Linked DNA regions of Gossypium hirsutum: region 1 is linked to region 2. Evidence: chromatin contacts called from public Hi-C data. All regions are on one chromosome and are shown on one strand. Each heading gives the region's core, a stretch centred on a gene start, on an enhancer-like site or on the middle of the called end of the contact. The rest is flanking DNA. Distances are from core to core; before and after follow the strand shown.

Region 1 (4,090 bases), core at 1,515-4,014, 48 kb after region 2:
GTAAAAACCATGTCTTTAGCCAACCGTCGTATATGAAGAGTTAAATAAAAAATCCAAGTCCAAAATAAAACCAAACAGTTCGAAGAGTCCCTTAATTACAAAACTCCCAGAAACAATCCTTAATTATATAAAAACCATTAATCAAAAATAATTCACAAACTTATGGTCACCGTGAGACTCCACTACACCGAACTACTTAAGTCTGTGGATTACCTGAACAGAACAGACAAACATAAGTGAGTTTTTGTAAACTCAATGAGTAACCCAACAAAAATAGACATGCTATACATACAGAAATCACATATACAGTTGGATTCAGATTCAGACTTAAGTCCTTTACAAATACAGATAACAAAATTAGATAAGCAGAACAGATATACAGAATCCTAATCCCATCCTCTACACACCAGCTCTGACCATCCCATCACACCATATGGGGTTAAAAACACCCACCCATCCCTACACACCATATAGTGTCAATACGACACATCGAAGATAATATGTAATCGAGCTACCAGTATATAGGCGAAAGGTCACTGTACAAATCACTTCCTCCACATATGCGATTCCCACCCCAAATATATATATAGAATACATATACAAAAATATCATGCTTACATGCTCGTATACAAATACCCATATATTTAACAGAATAGTCAAGCATGCATAACGGTGTCCTATTCAGAGCAGACTATCAAAATATCAGATAAATAATTTAGGGTTTGATTAGCCTTTATCAACCCTACGGTAGGCCCATAGCTGATCAGAACGACCCGTGCGACCTTAGGGAAAATTTCAAAATTTGGGCCCAGACGCCCAGATTGGCCTTGCCCATGTGGCCCATATGGCTTGGTCCAAAACCCACACGCTGAGCGTGTAGGCCGGCGCAGCCAATATGGCCTAGCCCGTGTGACCTACATGGCCACATTCACACCATTACACGATCGTGTCTTGTGCACGGTCGTACCTTCGTCAGACACACGATTGTGTCTCGCAGACGGTCAACCATACGGCTGGGCACACACTCGTGTGGCGTCGATAGAATACTTTTTCGGCTCTAGCCAAAACTCAATTTTTTGCATTTTGGGAACACACCTGATACGATTTCGATGCGAAAACACTCCCAAGCCACGCAACACCTAAAATTGATCAATAAATCATCGAATTAGTCACTTAAATTGATACTAAATCGAAACTACACCGGAACATACAATCTCTTATTTCACCAAAACCTTTACCTTCGAATGAGCAACGATGATTTCGCACAAGTATAGCACTTGTTGGAAGCCCTCAGTCCCTTGATCTTCTCCTAAGCAACAAAAACGAAACCCCATCAACCAAAGATTCACTAGCCAAAAACAATAAACACACTTACTAAACCGAGAATTAGGTACCTAACACCGAAACACAAAGAATTGCACTAAAACTTGATTACTGAATCAAAGAGGAAAAAGGAAAGAAAAAATTGGCAGAAGTCCAAAAAAGAGGAAGAAGACAGAATGTCAAACATAGAAGTCTTTCGGGGGAAAAATAAAATAAAATAAAATCAAAATAAACACCCCACTAAATCTCAATTTCCTACTAATAATTCAACCCCAACTACCTCAGAATTTCAAGACCACTCAAACTCTCTCAGCCAACCGAAACAAAAATTAACACCATCAATTATGCAAATTTTTATAATTTTTTTTATGAAAATTTATGCAATTTTTTATTTATTATTTTTTTGAAATTTTTATAATCATAAATTTTTTGAATTTATAGGACCGAGTTGATCGAAAATGTAAATATTGAGGGAGAAAATTGTTAAAATTTTTAAAATTAGGATCAAATAGACATATTGCATAAAATGTTAATGGCTAGAATTGTTATTATAACAATCAAAATAAGGCCACTAAAACATGAAATTTAACTAATGGGAATGACTAAAATTACAAAATTTTAAAATGGATGACCAAAATAAGAACATAGGTAAACTCGATTGACTATTTGAATAGTTTAACTTTACATTTTTTACTACTTATTTTTAACAATGATTATAATTTATTACTTATTGTTTACCTTTAACTGAAGTAAATATATTTACTTGACGGTAGAGGTATTCATAGGTCTACTTGAGCTTAGGCCTAATTCTAAAAAATTTCTAGACTAGCTTATCCGAAAAGCTCATTTCACTTATTAAATCATAATAAAAGTATTTTTATTTAAATTTAATTATAAATATTATAAATATTAATAAAAAATATTTTTATATATTTCAATTATTGTATAGTAAATCGGCTAGGCTTGAAGTCGAAAATGTAAAACCCAAGCGCAAGTTACTTGGCCCATCAACACCTTCACTTAGCATTTTAGGTTATTTTTGTTCATTTTAAAATATTTTAATTTTTTACTATTTGATAGTTACCGATGACTAATGTTTCACTATATTATTTTAAATATTATTTATCATTTAATATTGTTAGTTTTATTTTTTTAATGTTTTGATATAACAAATACTCTTTAAATTAAATTTGGTAAAATAAATTTTTAAGAATTATTTTCAAATCTTCTTTTAAATGAAAAATAAAATTTTCTAAATGAACCAAATCAAGTGTGATGCCCTGGCAAAAAATGGTACCTAAAAGTCACTAAGCACATTGACTAAAAAGAATTGAACTATTTTGGAAAATGGTGCAGTACCTAAGAATTAGTAAGCAAAATGGACACAAGGTACACCATCCCCTCAAAGGAACCGCACCCAAGCCTCCTTTTTTATGGTCTCGAAAAGCTCAAGTACTGGACCTCTACTTAAGAGGTACCGTACTCCTCGCAACTGAGGTGCAGTACTTATGGCCCAATGGTCACATTTTGGATGAAAGGAATCGCACTCCAAAGGCTTGGGTATTTGTTCCTCTAGCTCTGCAAGTGCATTTAATGCTAAAATTAAATACTTCAATGCTCAATTTGATCTCTATCAACACCAATCAACTATTTATCTATAAGAGGGTATAAATATAGAACAAGAACACTCTGAACAATACAAGAAATAAGATTACAAAACTCAAGAGAAAAATCCAATCTTTTCTCTTTGTTATTCGTATTTTTACTTGTACACACGTGCGGGTTTATTTGTAATTTTTTCTTTCAAGTGTTGTCCTGTATTGTAAGACAATTAATTTTTTCTATATCTACCTTTTAGAGAAAAAAATTCTTTCTCAATTATTTTTCTAAAATTTGTGAGGATTTATTAAGGTTTTTGAGTAAAAAACCTTAAGGAATGAGAAGTGACTCTATCTTGCCTTTTGAAAAGATAAATATTATAAATGTTAAACCTCATCTTTGCTTAGTTATGGTAAGCTAATGTAGTGAAGGTAGGTAATTGAAATTGAATCACCTGTAAATTCTTTAATCTGTCATCTTTGCTTTAAATTTTTAAAACACCAATTCAACCCTCTTGATGTATATTGAGTTTAACAAATATGAACTAAAAAAAATATTTTATTTCATTCCCAAATTAATAATTATTTTTTAGGGAATTAATCATTGTTTTACATTCAAGCATATGAAGGAAAAAACCAATTTATATGTTCTTTAATTTTTATACACTATATCTTACTCGTGCATTGCACATATATAAAAAATAGTTTAACAATAAAATATATTTCAAAACTCGTGAACAAGGTAAAAGATAACACAGCTTATTTCCTAGTTGATGAGTGAAAAAATAATTTAAAAATCAAGTTTTGAGAAAATGAAATATGTATGTGTAGATCCCTTCATTGGGATATCATTGGTGTGGCAATTCTTCAAATTTTCAACATTGATAAGCTTCCTAAGTTGTGAAATCTACTTGAGTAGCTCTTGTTCTTAAAAGCAGAGTCATGGTGGATTTTGGGCTCATATATTGTCACTTCTTTTAGAAATGCACAGCAAAGTTGTTTGCCAATAGAACCTAAAGTGCATTTCTTCATGGCAGAAATGTTGAGAATGTGATGCTGGCACAAGAAATGGTGAAGGGGTTATCACACTTCCAGAATGAGCAAAAAAATTGATTTAAGGAAGACATTTGATTCTATTCACTGGACATTTCTTTTCAATTACCACAAGC
Region 2 (4,381 bases), core at 602-3,101:
GTGAATGACATAGAGAAGTCTAGAAATAAAGATGGAGGCTAGCTACAGCAAAAACAAGCATGACAGATCTTGTATCAAGGTTGAATCAAGAAGTTGCATTTGGACAGTTTCGAGAAACAAAGGTCAAGGATTTGGTAGTGGAACTCAAAACCACTAGAGAATATTGTGATGAAAACATGCAGCAAGGTTTTTTATTGAAAGAGAAAGATTTACTCAAATATAGTGGAATATGGAGTTAGTTTGGAAGCAATGTTTGGGGATGGAATTGAAACTAAAGAATGAACAAGATGAAAAGGCACATGTTGAGTCATTAAAGATATTAATCATGGAGAAGAGGCTGCAAAGAGCCGATCTAGAAAATTATGCTGAAGTGGTGAAACTTTTCTCACCGGAGTTGAATTTTTCAAACAGGGGAGATGAGACAGGAGCTTTTCTTTTTATTACAATATTTTATTATGACAGTTTTATCTTATAATATTTATCTAAGTATGGATATATTATAGACGGCTACTATCATTAGGATTTAAACTTAGGAATAGGAACAAAACTTTGTTTACAAGAAGGCCTAGTTGCAAGAATGAAAGTCTTTGAATTAATAGAAAATTAGAGGTTTTCTATAACCTAAGTTTTCTAGAGTCCATCTTCTTTCCTATTCATAGTTCAGCCCTAATTTGTTAATTTACTACCTGTTTTCTCCCCTAAACCACACCACACGAGATCCCAATATTCAATCAAAGCTAAATAGCTTAAGCATTGAAACAAAATAACATCTTTAAACTTCCATGTTCAAAACCAATAAGTTGTATGAACAAAACCGACCAATAAAGATGATTAATCACAATGATAACAATGAAATAGTTGAAACCTGCAAATAAATAATAACTTTCCCCACAATTCGAACAAATAAAGGATTAAAAGAAAACGGACAAAAAATAAGACAAAATGAATAAATAAATAAAAAAGGAAGAAGAAGAAACGTACCGTACTACCCCAACGGTCACGGGCATCAATATTAGCCTTCCTAACAAGAAGAAGCTTAACAACCTCAACATGACCTTCACAAGCAGCGATATGCAAAGCAGTACGGCCATCCAAATCAATACTATTAACATCAACGCCTTCATTCAACAAATCGTCCACTCCTTTGGCATCCCCTCTACACGCCATGAAGAGCAGCTGCATGGTCGCGTCAAGGTTTTCCGGCACCGCCATATCATCGTGGAGGGGACTCCGCCTAATTGGGTCCAGCGACGACTGCCGACCAAAGCTGAATCTTTGATTGTTCTTCCGAGGGTCCAGCGATGTCTGCCGCGTGAACTGGCGGCTGAAACTCTGTTTCATTGACCCGGTAGAGAACTGGCGGGAGATTCCCCGGTTTAACTGATCTGCTAATGCCATGGTGGTTTCTTAAGATAAAATTAAAAGGGTAATCCAGAAATTTGGAACAGCAACACAATTCACATAATCATCGATAAAACAAGGGAATGTGAAGAGTAAATCTGGATTCGGACGATCGAGAGCCAAATGGGGGGAGAAAACGGAGAAGCAAGTTTAAGCTCAGGGATCCCGATATCGAGCCGAAGCCTGAATGAGGAGATGAAGGATAGAAGATTTGAGATCCGAGCGAAGCGCAGGGGGCCTAATAAGAAAAGAGAAAATCAAGGCAAAAAAAACGATGGTCGAAACTTGGCTTTTGGTTTTTCTCCTTTGCTTGTTTTTTGTTTCAACCCACGAAACCACCGAAAATGGCGTTCACCTAAATATTCATTGATAGTGCTGTCTATCTTATTACAACGTACAACGTTGTGTTTGTTGTGAGAGACAAATGCCGAAAAAAATCTATAATTTATTCTTTGAATTAAATTCAATAATAATTATATTTTACTTTTTAATGAGTAAAAATTTTCAAAATGTTATCCAAGAGATTTTTTTATTTTTCTAAAAAATATAAATAATTACATCTAGATTCAACTATCACTATATTCAATTTGATTTTGACTGACTTTTTCTCTAAAATAAAATAAATATTAAAATTACACTTAAATTTTATTTTAATATACAATATTTAAAATATAAATTTTGATTTAGTATAATTATACATATAAAATTTTGATCTTAAGTCAATTTTATTATTTAAATAAATAAATAAATTATTTATTTATTTTTGTATTTGATTAATATAATTATTTATATATAAATATAAATTGATACTGAACTGATAATATTATTAAACTTAAATTAAATTAAAAATTTATATATAAAATTGTACAAAATCAAAATTTATAGCATTCACATTAAACTAAATTTTTTGAGTAGTTTTGATTTTTTTTCTTTTCTAAAACTAAAATACTACATATTAACTATTTTTTTAGAAAATAAAAAAAAACCGATTTTTTTAGGGGTAGGAAAAACGAAATTCTTATGATAGATGAAATTTGTTATGTGAGAGATAATATAATATCTAAATTATTATTTTTCTTTCAAAGTTATTTCTAATATTTATTTTTATTTTTATGACGTTTTATTTATAAAAAATATTAAAAATAATATTATATAATATGGAGAAGGTTTAATTTAAAAGTTTTGAATAATGTATATAAAAATTACTTTTTATGACATGTTGCATAAAATTATTCTTTTGATTAATAATATAAAATTTTATGATAATTAAACAACATATTATTATTATTTATTATTACTTATTCAGTGTGTGGAACTTAAAATTAATAAGTGATCGTCAATGGAGAGAATATAATATATTTATAGAAAAATATTACATTTCATTTTTGTACATGCTTCAAGCTTAATGTCACTTTCATTATTCTAATGTGATCTTTTTCCCTCTTCAAACTAAAGCATATTAGCACGTGTCGCCCCCTTAAGATAATCTTAGTTGTTTGGTTTCGGCCGACGTAAATATGAAATAGTGTCATAAATATAATACGATACCTAATGTATATATAATAAATGGTATGGGCAAATAAGATACACTTATTCTTAGTAAATTATTTGAATTTGATGGTAATGTTTATTAATTTATTTTTAAGTTATTTTGTGAAAATATTATTAAAAAAATTCTTTAAACATTTTTAAAATTGTCAATTTAAAGTAGGTTTAAATATTTTAGTGGTTAAATATCGATATTTAGGGATCAATAATCAAAATAATTTTTATAGAGTAAAGTATTCATATATATTCTTGAAGTATAAATAATTAATTCAAAAGTACTAATAATCGATACATCACTATGAGATATAGATGGCTAATTCAAAGATATATTATTGTGTAGAATTGTATTATTAAGTATTTATTATCTAACGATTTTAATTTTAAAAAAGTAAAATTAATTTAATAATTTTAACCTAAGATTTACCTACTTATTTCACTTTTCTTAAAAGATTTTATAGTAAGTAAAATATTAATATGAGATTCCACAATGATTTATCAAAACAATCCAAAATTGGATGTTTAAACTTTATTTGAGGATTTTTTTTCTTTTTAGTGAAACAAATCTTAGGACTATTGATAAAAAAATCCACAAATATTTAAAACAAACTTTAAAACTTTAAAACAAACTTTAAAACACAAATACTAACCCTTTTTTCTTTTAATTTATGCGTACAAAAATATCGACAATGCCCAAAGAGCAATAAAACAGAAAAAGTACAAAAGTTAAATATCCGACTCTTAACAAGTGGAACTGCAGTTAGGGATTGGTGGGACACTGATGACAAGGCATGGCTCCCACCAACAATTGACTCTACGGAAAAAAAACATTGCCTGCTGTCAGTTTCATATAATATTTTTTAGGGAGATTGGGCCCACATTTAAGCCCCCGATATACGGAATTGATTTCCTTCATCTAACTTTTTCCTTCTAATATATTTTTATATATTATAATTTAATTTGATTTTAATTAAAGATTTTTTGGGTTTTTTATATAATACCTATTTTACCCATAATTTTTCCTCCTTGAAGGAAAAAATGTGTTCTCGTTCTAGTTTTTATACTATGATTGAATCGTGTAGTAATAAGACATTATGAGATCCAATTTTGAAAGCTGTCCTTCCAAAGAGCCCATCCCTTCCTTTAATGCTGCTTTCATTACCAAACAAAGCCATAACAATAATCTATCTACCTTTCTGAGATTTGTCATAAAATTAAAAAAATGTTAGCTTTTTCCATAACATCACTAGACATCGTTTTAAATTTAAAAATTTTAAGAATTATATTTTTTGAAATAAAATTAAATCCTCACATCATTTTTTTTTGAATTAGATTGAACTTTTGTATTTTCGATTTTTGTAAAATGAAAATAACTTTGGTGAAAATAAATGTTTAAGAGCTAAAATGAATGGTCGGAATATTAAAATATTAAAAA

The links. A called contact is a pair of places that touch in the nucleus more often than the background predicts.
Region 1: a contact with region 2 is called in a Hi-C map of leaf, with 2.9 times the contacts expected there. The contact joins the enhancer-like site here to the promoter of LOC107896890 in region 2. A contact is called at or near these places in 11 of 34 Hi-C or Micro-C datasets (anther, callus, hypocotyl and 2 more).

Annotation. Positions count from the first base shown.
Region 1 is chrA10:83,283,522-83,287,611 of Gossypium_hirsutum_v2.1, forward strand. No RefSeq gene overlaps it. Among protein-coding and RNA genes, the nearest start is that of LOC107895582, 25 kb to the left of the region's middle. Within about 2 kb of position 2,765, at least 3 of the 9 cell types and tissues checked have an H3K27ac peak or open chromatin away from gene starts, as enhancers often do. A contact at or near this core is called in hypocotyl and leaf, where this site is marked.
Region 2 is chrA10:83,236,770-83,241,150 of Gossypium_hirsutum_v2.1, forward strand. It overlaps LOC107896890 (integrin-linked protein kinase 1), which reads right to left and starts at 1,852. Exons shown (of 12, transcript XM_016822188.2): 1 at 982-1,852. The coding sequence starts at 1,398.